2 separate regions of the Rattus norvegicus genome follow, and region 1 is linked to region 2. The links are chromatin contacts, called in public Hi-C maps. All regions are on one chromosome and are shown on one strand. Each heading gives the region's core, a stretch centred on a gene start, on an enhancer-like site or on the middle of the called end of the contact. The rest is flanking DNA. Distances are from core to core; before and after follow the strand shown. Region 1 overlaps Eml1 (EMAP like 1). Region 2 overlaps Cyp46a1 (cytochrome P450, family 46, subfamily a, polypeptide 1).

Region 1 (5,961 bases), core at 489-2,988, 130 kb after region 2:
GATCTAGACTAAAGCGCCCTCTAATGGCAGGTTCCCAAGCTCCTGAGTCGTCCTACAGTATATCGGGGGGTCTTTGGCCCAGGTGACCCTATGACGCTATGAGGGCATGATGCCGTGACTCTGAGCTGTGTCTCTTGCCTTTCCCATACCGGCGTGCAGAGGTGTGGACTCCTGGTGACCCTTGGGGATCCCTCTGTTTTAAATGTGACTCGGCAGTGTGGTAGTCCAAGTGTGTGCCCCCATGTGCCCTCAGTACACACAGCACTGAAGGACTGTCCGCTATGGAAGCTCCGCTCTCACATGCCTGCCCTTCCTGCAGCATCAACAGGACCAGCTCTTCCGAACGAGTGTCTCCAGGCGGCCGGAGGGAGAGCTCCGGGGACTCCAAAGGAAGCCGGAACCGCACCGGCTCTACCAGCAGCTCGTCCAGCGGCAAGAAGAACAGTGAGAGGTAAGGAGGCCCTGCTTACCTCTTCCATTATTACCCATGGGACAGCTCAGAAGACCCCTCTTGACAAGTCAAGCCTACTACGTCTGAGCGCCAGGCCTTCTGAGACTGCATTGGTGGGGGTGGGGTAGCTGGCAGTCGCAGGTTGCCTCCTGGAAACTATAACCTAGACGTCCAGCCTCCAGTGACTGAGATGATGATGGTGGTGGTGATGATGGTAGTAAAGGAATGTCTAAGAAATTAGCCCAGGAAGTGGATCTGAATTTCCAGGCACGATACCGCCTATCTCCGATAGACCTTCCCGAGTTAATCTTGAAATTACCTTTGCTGGAGTGTTTAAAGCTTGTAGCAATATTCTCTAAGACGGACAGGTTGAAAGCTGCACTTTTGTGCTCACGCAGGGCTGTTTTTAATCGTGAGCCAACGGCAGAAATACGAACCATTTTCCGTTTAGGTTTCCTGTCCTGTCCTTTACTCCTAACCTGGAAGTTTGTATGAGTTTGTATAGCGGATTATGATAAATGTGTGAATCACACACTAACATTTTACTCACAAAAACTACTTTTGGGCATTTTAACAGCCTGTTTTAAGAACGTGTTGGGCCAGCGAGGTTCCTATGCCCTTTCGCCTAGCATGGCCTTGTTCTCGCCTGGCTCCGGTTTTAACTTTTCCGTTCTGAGGAGTCCAGGAAGGAGCCTCAGCTTCAGAGGTTAGGCTTGCTTCCTTTGAGATGTTCATGTAAGGAGATGGCCTAGTCAGAACATGGTTGGTTCCAAACCACAGTCTGCAAAGATTCCAAGTTTGAAACTTTGTGGGGACGCAGTCTTGTAAGGGCTGCTTAAACTCTGTGTCAGCCTTAGCTCTGAAAGGGATCTTTATAAAGGAAGAAGGGGGTGGGGAGAAGGAGGAGAAGGAGAAGGTGGAAGAAGAGGAGGAGGAGGAGGACGAGGAGGAAGAGGAGAAGAGATAAAAGGTTGGAGAGATGACCCAGCAGTTAGGACCACTGGCTGTTCTTCCAGAGGACCTGGGTTCGATTCCCGGAGCCCATGTGGCAGCTCACAACAGCCTGTAACTCCAGTTCCAGAGCACTGCACATACACAGGCAAAACATCATCCATACACATAAAGTAAAACACTTTTTAAAATATCCTGACAGCTCTTTATATCGTTTGGTAAGTTGAGTCCACCATCCACTGACAATTTCAGAAGCCCTGGACTCATCTTCTTCCCAGACTATTAGTGCTTCTTAGGGGAAGATTATGCTAATCTTATGCTAATGAGGTGGTAAGATCCTGGCAATGAGGCCAGGTGGCCACAGAGGCAGCCAAGCGTGCCCGCCCCAGGACTGCTCTGAGTGGAATTCAGCCTGAGGTTGGTGCTGACCTGAAATGTCTATGTTCTGGCAAGTCTTATGAACATCTGATTTTTATCAGGAATTTCCAGAAAGAATCCACACCACGTAAAGTTCAGATCTGTCTTATCCTTTAAATCCCATGGTTTTGCTTAGTGTACTCGGTAAATATTTCCATAGAAGATATTTACAAAGGGGTTTTTTAGAAATGCCATGGGAAGGAATTTTGATCTGGAAACGAGAGAATGGGAGTGCTTGCAAATCGTTTTCTAAAAATAACCCTGGCCACTGTAAATGTCCGCTTGGAGCCAAACCCTCCATCCCATTGAAACCAAGAGACCACCCCAGCCATCCGGTCACCAGCGGGTTCAGAGAGAACACTTGGGTTAACGATGCTACTGGCGGATACTTTGGGGCACCTATTGGGAGAGTCAGAGGAGTCAAGCTGGCAATGTGGGCATTGCCTGGCCCAGATCTCCACACCATCATTCCTTTCCCCATGTGAACAACCCCAGAGGCTTATTCGTGAGCTCTCGGGTGCTAGGCTAACGCAGAGAAAGGCTTAGGGACCCCACATGTCGCCCATGCCCCCAGCCCGGTGGATTCTTCCATCACTAACCATGGTGAAGGGTGAAGACAGGCTGGTTCCTCCTCTCACTGGGGCTGTGAGCTCCAGGGAGTCACCTTAGGCAGCTCCCTCCCATGTGCAGAGATGTGTTTCCTCATTTCCCATGTAGGCAGTGAGACACATAACGGGAAATATGTGCAAAGATCAAAGATCGGAATGTCTTCACGTTTGAGAGCCCTGGCTTTTCCTCGGTGATTCTGAGACTTTTGTGCCTCATTCTTTTGGCTCCTAGGGAGATAACTGGGAAGAAAACACTCGGTGGCACGCTTGGTGCTCAATAAATGGTCATCTGTGCCGGGGGTGGCAGTGCACAAGAAAATAATGCATGAGGCGTTCCGAAATCCTCAGCCATTTCTTCCGTGTGTTAAGAGAAGGTGATTGACGGCTTCTGGTGACTTCTGAAGTGCCTGCTCTTTTCTTTGGTTTGCCAGTGCCTTAGTCAGGGTTTCTATTCCTGCACAAACATAATGACCAAGAAGCAAGCTGGGGAGGAAAGGGTTTATTCAGCTTACACTTCTACACTGCTGTTCATCAGAAAGTCAGGACTGGAACTCAAGCAGGTCAGGAAGCTGACCTGATGCAGAGGCATGGAGGGATGTGTCTTACTGGCTTGCTCCTCCTGACTTGCTCAGCTTGCTCTCTTATAGAACCTAGGAATAAAAGCCCAGGGATGGCGCCACCCACAATGGGCTGGGTCCTCCCCCCTTGACCACTAATTGAGAAAATGCCTTAAGCTGGGTCTATGGAGGCATTTCCTCAACTGAGGCTCCTTTCTCTATGATAACTCCAGCTTGTCTTCACACACAAAACCAGCCCATACAGCCAGGTTTAATTACATTTGTATGAATGACCCAGGCCATTGAGTACAACCCAGATTTTGACAAAATCTAAATTCCGGAACAGATGGTCCACACCATGATCCTCCCAGCGCCCGGCCAAGCACCTGTAGCAGTACACTGACTGCAGGAGCATGAGTTCTGGCTGGAGTCATTTTGATAGGTGCACTGATGTCATGCAAAGGACCTGGGCTCCACCCTCATCTGTGGACTCAGACGTCATCCATCAGTAGCCATAATGCTCAGTGTGTCACACCCCGTGTACAAACAGGCTATGTGAAAGAATGTCACACCAGCATCCGCATTCCTCAGCAACAGTGAGAGCATCTAGAAGACAATTCTGTAGGCTTAATGCAGTTCCTCACGCTCAAGAAGAAAATAAGTGTTTGTCAAGTCCTGAGCGTTCCCCGAGTGTAGTCACTTCCCGGAAAACAGTGTGTGCTCCTCTCTTGATTAGAACTGTGTCTTTATTAAGCGGTCCATTTCTTTGCGCCCTGTCCCATTTTCTTTAGAACTGATCGGTGGAGTTGAGAGTGTTTCCCATGGCTCGGTACAATGTTCACCTTCTATCTTTGACTGTTTAACATTTAAAACTCCTTTGCCTCTAAGCAGCCTCGGGACTTTAACAGCATTTAATCTCTCTGCTGACAACGCTTCCATTAGAGATAAAAGCAATGTAGGGCAATGTAATATTTTACTTTATGCAATATTCATGGCAAATGAATATTAATGATTACATAATGAGTCTTGTCACCACGAAGTACTTATTAAATTTAAATAGGGAGTCAGCAATAGCATTCTGAAAGAGTGGTGTGAAATACCGGTACACTAATCCACTAAGGAAGTTTTTTTAACTTTAAAAAAGTTTTACATCAGAAATGGCTACTTAGTTCTAAGTTTATAAGCACAGTTTACATTGGATGTCGCTGGACTGAGAAAGTGTTTCCATTTAGAGTTACTGATAGAGATGTGTCAAGCTCATGATTAAGACACTATGTGTCCATTTACAACTTGTTGCAATGGACTGGTTTGTAGAATAAGAACTCTCCAGCCATCTGTTGGAAACCTTGTTATCGCATACATAAACGCTGTTGGTCTTTGGAGGCAACAAATTTGAAGGGAAAATTGAAGTATTCCCTAGGGCCCAACCCCTGCTCCTCTGTGTAACCAACCCTGTTGCTTCACCCGGTGCTGGGGGACAGTTGCTCTGGGCTCTCTGGCCTCTCCTCCTTCTCAGAGCTATATGGGCCATGGCTTTGCCCTCTGGCTGTGTAATCCCTAAAGTGTCCAATCCCTAAAGGCCTGATTGTTTAGCTTCTGTACTGCTATCCTAGTAGTGACCTTCGTCCTCAGCGTCCAGTTCAAGATCTCCTGGCTCCTTATCCTTATCCCTGTCAACACCCCTCTTCAGCCTCCCCCTCATGTTTCCCAGCAGGGTACTCTTTTTTCCCTTCTCTTTTCAAGTTGCTTTATTTCACAAGTTACCTGTTTCTGAAAATCCCAAGAGAGGACTTGAAGGTCCCCTACAGTATCAGTGGCAACACAGGGCTCACACGACACTTTCCACATTCCCAACCAGAACTTGCTGGGTAGCCCGGCTGTCGCGATACCCACAATGCTGCCTCAGCCTTCCAAGTACTGAGATGGCAGGAATGTGACACCGTATTCAACCCCGACAAGGTTTCTATCAGCCTGTCAGACTAGTTCAGCATCTTTAACAATCCCGCAGCACATAGTAGGTGGTCAGCAAACATTTATTGAGCAAATATGCTTATTCCTCTTAATGAGGACGAGAGAAGGTCAAAATGGTGGGTCCAGACGGTCACTCTGCCACTTTGGGTCCCACCATTCTAAATTACTAGATTGGGGAATGAGGGTGGACTCTTCAGCATGAAAATAGTACCTACCTCACAGGTGTTGTGAGGATTAACTAAGGTCTTCTCCAGAGCATCCTCTACAGCAGGCTGGCCTGCCGTTGCCGTGGGTAGCTACGATTCCTGTTGCTCTGTCTCTAGGTTTCAGGGTCCGTGTTGGCTCACAGTTCCTCCCACAGCGAAAGTGTTTCTCTCCTCGGGGACTGTCCGAGTTTCGATTCCGTTGCTGTGCTGAAAAGCAACTCTTTTAGTTTACAGTTCCGGGTTAGGGTCTGACACTCAGAGAAAAGTCACAGTGGCGGGCAGGAGTGTGAGGAAGTTGGACACAGATAACAGAGCAGAGAGTGGGAGGCTGGAGAGGTGGCCCGGGGTTAAGAACACGCTCTGCTCTTGCAGAGGACTCGGGTTCGGTCCCCAGCACCCATGTTGTGGGGGTGGGGTGGGGACTCATAACCATCTGTCCTTCCAGCCCTTGCAGTTCCAGGAGATTCAACACTGTCTCCTGGCCTCTGTGGGTACCAGACACAATGAGACACACAGGCATCTATGCAAGTAAGACGCCCACAGAGCGGAGAATGGGCTCGGGCATGCTTGCCTTCTCCCCAACCCCTCTCTCCATCTACACAGCCCAAGACAAAAGGTGCTGCTGCTCATGTTCAGGGTGGGCTCTCCCCCACCCACCCCAATTAGCCCAACTAAGAAAGCTAACCCAATTTGACAGTTCCTCTGGGAGATGCTTCTCCGGGGCGATGTTAGATCATGTCCGGTGGACAATCTAAGTTAACTGTCACGGAAACATTTTGAGTTCAGTGCTCCTTACCCTG
Region 2 (5,736 bases), core at 2,936-5,435:
CCATTTTTCTTAGCTCTCTTTCCTCCTTGCAGCCCTTCCTCCTTCTGCCCTGGATCTGTTGTATCCTGCTGGATTGTGTGCAGTTCTGTTCTCACCCACTCACTGGGCTCATTGGCCTCTGAGACCCCTCACCTGTCTCTGCATGCCAGTCATCCCCGACACCCCCAGCAGTAATCCATGTCCTCAGTTTAGTGCCTCTAAAGCCGTGCCTCAGTCTGTGGATGTGGGCGGAGCCCAAGTGGGCATGCCCACTTAATGCCTTTCCTGCCAGGGCTAACAGAGGTAGCCGCAGGCACAGCAGAACTGTCAATGAGTAGTGAAGATCTGCATAGCAAAGCAGAATGAGGGTGCACGCAAGGCCTTATATATAGAGGGGGCGCCACCCCAGCTCCCTGGCTACCTCTGCCCCAGCATCAGGTTCCTGTGAGCCTGGCTCACCCTTGCACAGTAGTGGGTGATGGGAACCAGTCAGTCTGTTTGCGTGCATGGGATAGTGATCAGCAAATACCCCGTTCATAGTGGATCCCCTGGCACCTCAACATGCCCAGCACAGCAGTGCCCATAGCCCAGTTAGAGGGCACATTGCTTTCCCAGGGCATAGGAAGACCACCAGCTCCCTCAGGAGGGACCTTGGGCTCAGGTGAAGGTGGTGGGGCTGCTGCTTCCCCTGCTTCTGCCCTGAAGGCTGAAATGAGCCTGGGTGGAGGAGGGGCCAGCCCAGCCGGCAGGAGGAAGGTGCCTCCCAGCACCAGGCCTCAGTCTGTGACCACTTAGTTGCTGGGTGACTTCAGCTAAGTTTCTGAGCCCTGTTGTCTCATCTGTACAACAGGGGTCACTGTGGCTGCTACAGGGCTGTGCCAGGCAGGGGATGGCATGGCACAGGACACCCTGAGGGCAGTGGACATATCTTAGTGTCCTCTCTCTTCCTCTTTGAGGGTTTGGGGGTGTATGTGGAATGTCACACCTGTCTAAATAAGTAGAAAGGTGCTGTGTTCCACATCACCCCCGGGGGCTGAAATGGGTTGGGAGGTACAAGGGGAACAGCCTGGGAACCAGAGACACCAGCTCCTTTGCCTGGCGCAGTTCAGCACCTATGTCATGGGGAGGATGGACACCTACTTTGAGGATCCACTGACTTTCAACCCTGACCGCTTCGGCCCTGGAGCGCCCAAGTAAGTCCTTCCTTGAGCTGCTGTGATGGGGTGGGTCTGTGGGTGAAGCATCATCACGGAGGCCTCTGGACTGCCTTACCTGCACCCACAGCCCCTCCAGAGCCCCGGGAGGGGGCTGTGGCTGCCCTCACAGCTCACTTGCTCTCAGGGTCCTTTTCTTTTGCTGGGATAAATACTCTGACAGTGTTGACTTTGTCAGGGGGAAAGGGCTTGGCTTAGCTCACAGTTTAAGGATGCAGTCCGTCACTACTGAAGTCACAGAAGCGGAGGGCAGAGAGGACAGGGCATGGCTGTGCCAGCTCTTACCTGGCCTCTCCATCTTATAGCCCAGGATGCCCTGCCCAAAAATCGGGCCACGCCCAGTGGGCGGGGCTTCCCACCCAATAACGTGACCCGGATAATGGTCTCCCAGCATGCCTCCTCCCAGCTTCCAGATCCTGCCAGGTTGATGATCAACACTAACTGACACAGGTGTCTGAGGGGCAGAGCTCAGCAGTTTCCTGAGGATGGCTCTGCTCCTGGGCCTAAGCTGGTCATGTGGGGGAAGGGACAGTGGTGGGACACCCTGCTCTTTGTGCTGACCCTGAAGGGCCTCTCTCCTGCAGGCCGAGGTTTACCTACTTCCCCTTTTCCCTGGGCCACCGGTCCTGCATCGGGCAGCAGTTTGCTCAGGTAGGGGCGTGTTGCCTGGGGCCCCCAAGAAATAACTGCAGGGTGGGACCAGGCTGGTGGCCTGGGGGGGGCGGGGAATTGGGGGCTGGGGCTGAGTGTGCCAGACAGGAGAAAAGAAAGGAGAATCTGCGTCTGTGCTTCTCCACTGGCTCTCTGTGTTCTCCCTTTCCTATCCTCCTTCCTGTCTTCACTGCTTCCCCCTTCCCCCTCTCTCTCCTTCCCTCCATGTCCCTCCCCTACAGATGGAGGTGAAAGTCGTTATGGCCAAGCTGCTTCAGAGGCTCGAATTCCGGCTGGTACCTGGGCAGCGCTTTGGGCTGCAAGAGCAGGCTACGCTCAAGCCACTGGACCCTGTGCTGTGCACCCTGAGGCCCCGGGGCTGGCAGCCTGCACCCCCACCCCCACCCTGCTGAGCCCTGGGTAGGGTCAGACTCCTCGGACCAGGGCCTCATTGGCCCCCATTGCTGCCCATGGCCACCCACTGGCGCCCCTGACCCTTCTGCCACCTTCCACGATGGCTCCTGGCAGGCCCTGTCCCCTCGCCTGCTTCACACCCTCGTGCTTCCTGTCATCTGCTGGCTTTTCAGCTCTTTCTGGTGGGCCCTGCCTGACCCCCAGCTACCACCGCCACCATCCTCATCTCTCCCAAACCTCTGAACTTCTGCACTGGCCACACCCTCAAAAGAGACTCCCTAACTCCTGCTCACTCCCTAATCTCTTCAAGTGACACATCCCCCAGGAAGCCCTCCTTGCTACCCACGGCCAGGCCAAGGTCTTTCCTCTGTGCTCCTACCTCTAACACACTGACCACACTGTATTGTGAATGTCTGCTCATGTGACCAGCTGCCCTGCCAGGCTGTGAGCACCACAGGGCAGGGTCTGTGTGCACCTTGCCTCTGAGGCCCCTGCTGCAAACTAGGGTTTGGAACAGAGTCGATGCCCAATAAATGTGTGTTGACTGCATGAACGTACGGCCGCCCAGGCCACAACCCTTCCCTTTCTCCTGGGTGCAGGGTGGGATGACGAGGTTGATCCCTGGGGTCTGGTAAAGCTCTAGAAGCTGCGTCCTTCAGAGGGTCCGAGAGAAGCCAGACAGGCTGTAGCAGAAACCAGTTTCCTATACTGGTAGGGCAGGGTGCTGTGTGCCTCAGGTAGCAGGAGGGGTCCTGGAATTGAGATGTGAGAGGGGTGTGTGTGTGTGTGTGTGTGTGTGTGTGTGTGTTAACTGCCTCACACCCGCCCTCACCTGTGGGCACTGTGTTGCACATAATGACCTAGTCAGAGGAGGCATTGGTGGCTCTGGGGTCAGGGGAATATCAGACCCTAAAGTAGAGGGAGCCCTGGGAGCCATGTGCTCTGGGGCCAGTCCAGGAGGCATGGTCCCAGCTCCTCCTTCCCCAATGGGAGCCTGAGTCAAAAACAAACTTCTCTTCCTCAGCCTGGCTGCTTCTCCGCACCAGGGGAGGTGTAGAGCTGTGAAGACCGTCAGTATACGTTATCTCCCTGGGTCTTGAGCAGTCTCGAAACTTCCTAAGGAATGGATGAAGTCAAAGCTCAGGGAAGGAGGTGATCTGCTCTGTACAGCTGGGGCCTGAGGTGCAGCTGGGAACAGGGGAGCATGTGCCCGGGTTCCTGACCTGTTCCTGCCCCAGCCCGGCTGTCTTGTACAAGTACTTTGGTCACAGCTTCTGGGCAGGAGCTTGGGGATGCCTCTGGAGCTGCAGGCCTGGTTCCTGTTGTACTCCCTCCTGTCTCTCTCTGGTGCACTAGCCAGGCTTGGCCTGCGTTTTACAGGCAGAGCCACCCTTGACTTGTCAGTGCCCCTAGCAGCCCTAGGATACTGTCTCTCATGTTGTCCTGAGCTCTGCCCTGCTCTGACCCCCTAAGGCACCTCTGAAGCCATCTGTCCTATTCACGACAGCCCCACTTTCTGTCATGGCTGGGCCTGACCCCACAGGAGAGCTCCCTCTCCACACCCACCCAGAAGGACGGAGGGTCATTGTGCTTCTGCGCTGTAAGGGCACAACCTGGCCTCTGGAGGAGTGGCTCTTTTCAGAAATGTTCAATTGCCCATGTTAGCATTCTCTGGCTTGGACTGGTAATGGCTGAGTCTTCACTTCCTCCCTGCCTCAAATCCTCTCAGGGGACAGGAAATGGAAAAGTCACGGTCACGATGGAATCAGGACTCACTCATGGACCTTCGTACCTGGTGGCCTCTCACTGCAGGCCCGAGTCAGAGCTCTGGGCTGGAACCTAAAGGATGGAGAGAGAGGACAGGAGGACCCTTGGCCAGCTCCTGGAGGGGTTGGTGCCCTGCCTAGACCTCCTGAACCACTCCCTGCAAGGGGCGGGGCTCTCAGTCCAGCAGAAGTCAAATCCTGACCTCAGCTATCACCGGCTTTGCAGCTTGAAGTTCAGTTTCCTCATTCAAAAGGGAGGGCAGATAACAGGACTCACTCCTCTGGGCCGGTGGAGCGGTTAGGTGTGATCATGAGTGGGGTGGAGCGTGGCACAGTGCCCGGGAATCCCTTCCTGCCCGCCGTTATTAACGTCTTTATTGCTTGCTCCTTGTAGGGAAAGGCAAGCTTAGGAAAGACCTGCAGTCCCCAGAGGAACCACATGGGGCCACCCTGGAGCAGCTCTGGAACGGCCTGCTCACCCACTGTGCCGGGATACCCTGCACCTTCCACACCCTGCTGGGTGCCTGGGTTTTGGAGACAGCACCTCAGGCTCTTGCTGGCCATCAACCTGACCCTCGGTCTTTGATACCTTTCCTAGAGATTGACCTGAACTGTGGGATGCTAGGAAGGGGAAAACCTTATATCCAGAGCCAGGTGGACCACAGACCACAGATGGGAATTGCTGGTCAGAAATGCACGAAGCAGAGAAGGCTGGGTCCAGGCTATCTCATACTACCTGTGATGCCCTCCCCACGGACTCTGGAGGATTGCTGTCTCACTGCCTGCCTCGAGGCAATGGTGACCTTTTCTGACAATGTCCTTCCTTGTAAACTTGGACACAAGAATGTGGGGAGGACATGAGGTCTGAATCTTCACTCTCCCCTGGCAGGAAGCTTCCAGTATTCATGGCCTTGGGTAGCCGGTTTATATCCTTCCTTCTCCCAGACTTGAGACCCTTTAATTGTGGGTCACTCCAACTCCCAAGCAGACAGAGCGGTTGCCTCTGCAGGAGGCATGCTGGGAATTCTCGCTGTCAGGGGTAAGGTGTGGGTTCCGATCCTTCAAGGGTGGAGCCCAAAAAGAGATTGAGGATTCCACGGAATGCTGACCACTTGGAAGCGCCCATCTTGCTGTGTTCAGGTCCTAGCTGTTGCAAGAGAGCTGGGCATGGGTCAGAGTCAGGGAGAGCTGCAACAGGAGCATTATGTCCTCCCAAGTGGCTAGCCAGGTTCCAGGGTCTAATCTGGGTGGGATGGGGTGGGTGGGAGTCTGAGGACCCATCTCTGCTTTTACTCCCTCCTCAGTCCATGGCTGGGGTTAGCCCAAGAGTAGTGTCTGTGGCCAAGACCTCTGCTGGTCCTGGGACCAGGGCAAGGACCTGTCTCTGTGTGAGAGACCCCAGGCAGGGCATTAGTAGAGGTAGCCTTGGAGGATGGGAACCCACACCTTACCTCTGACAGCGAGAATTCCCAGCATGGCTCCTACAGAGATAGCCCCTCTGTCTGCTTGGGAGCTGGAGTGACTCGCTTAAGAGTCCATCTGTCACATGCATCTTATAGGCAAAGAGGAGACTATGGAACATAGAGAGGCTCTCAAGAGGCAGCCACCGACATTGGCATGTCTGGGTTCAGCTCCCCTGGGACGTGCATGAGGCCCCAGTTCTATAGATAAATCTTTTTTTTTTTTTTTTTTTTGGTTCTTTTTTTCAGAGC

Evidence for each region. A called contact is a pair of places that touch in the nucleus more often than the background predicts.
Region 1: a contact with region 2 is called in a Hi-C map of kidney, with 7 times the contacts expected there. The contact joins two enhancer-like sites. A contact is called at or near these places in 11 of 12 Hi-C or Micro-C datasets (the A7r5 cell line, the Rat2 cell line, Schwann cells and 6 more).

Annotation. Positions count from the first base shown.
Region 1 is chr6:133,173,778-133,179,738 of GRCr8, forward strand. Eml1 (EMAP like 1) reads left to right here. Exons shown (of 22, transcript NM_001399711.1): 4 at 320-451. Among named protein-coding and RNA genes, the nearest start is that of Evl, 62 kb to the right of the region's middle. Within about 2 kb of position 1,739, at least 4 of the 93 cell types and tissues checked have an H3K27ac peak or open chromatin away from gene starts, as enhancers often do. A contact at or near this core is called in kidney, where this site is marked.
Region 2 is chr6:133,036,361-133,042,096 of GRCr8, forward strand. It overlaps Cyp46a1 (cytochrome P450, family 46, subfamily a, polypeptide 1), which reads left to right. Exons shown (of 15, transcript NM_001399701.1): 13 at 1,084-1,172; 14 at 1,778-1,844; 15 at 2,087-2,807. The coding sequence ends at 2,257. Among named protein-coding and RNA genes, the nearest start is that of Cyp46a1, 27 kb to the left of the region's middle. Within about 2 kb of position 4,186, at least 37 of the 93 cell types and tissues checked have an H3K27ac peak or open chromatin away from gene starts, as enhancers often do. A contact at or near this core is called in kidney, where this site is marked.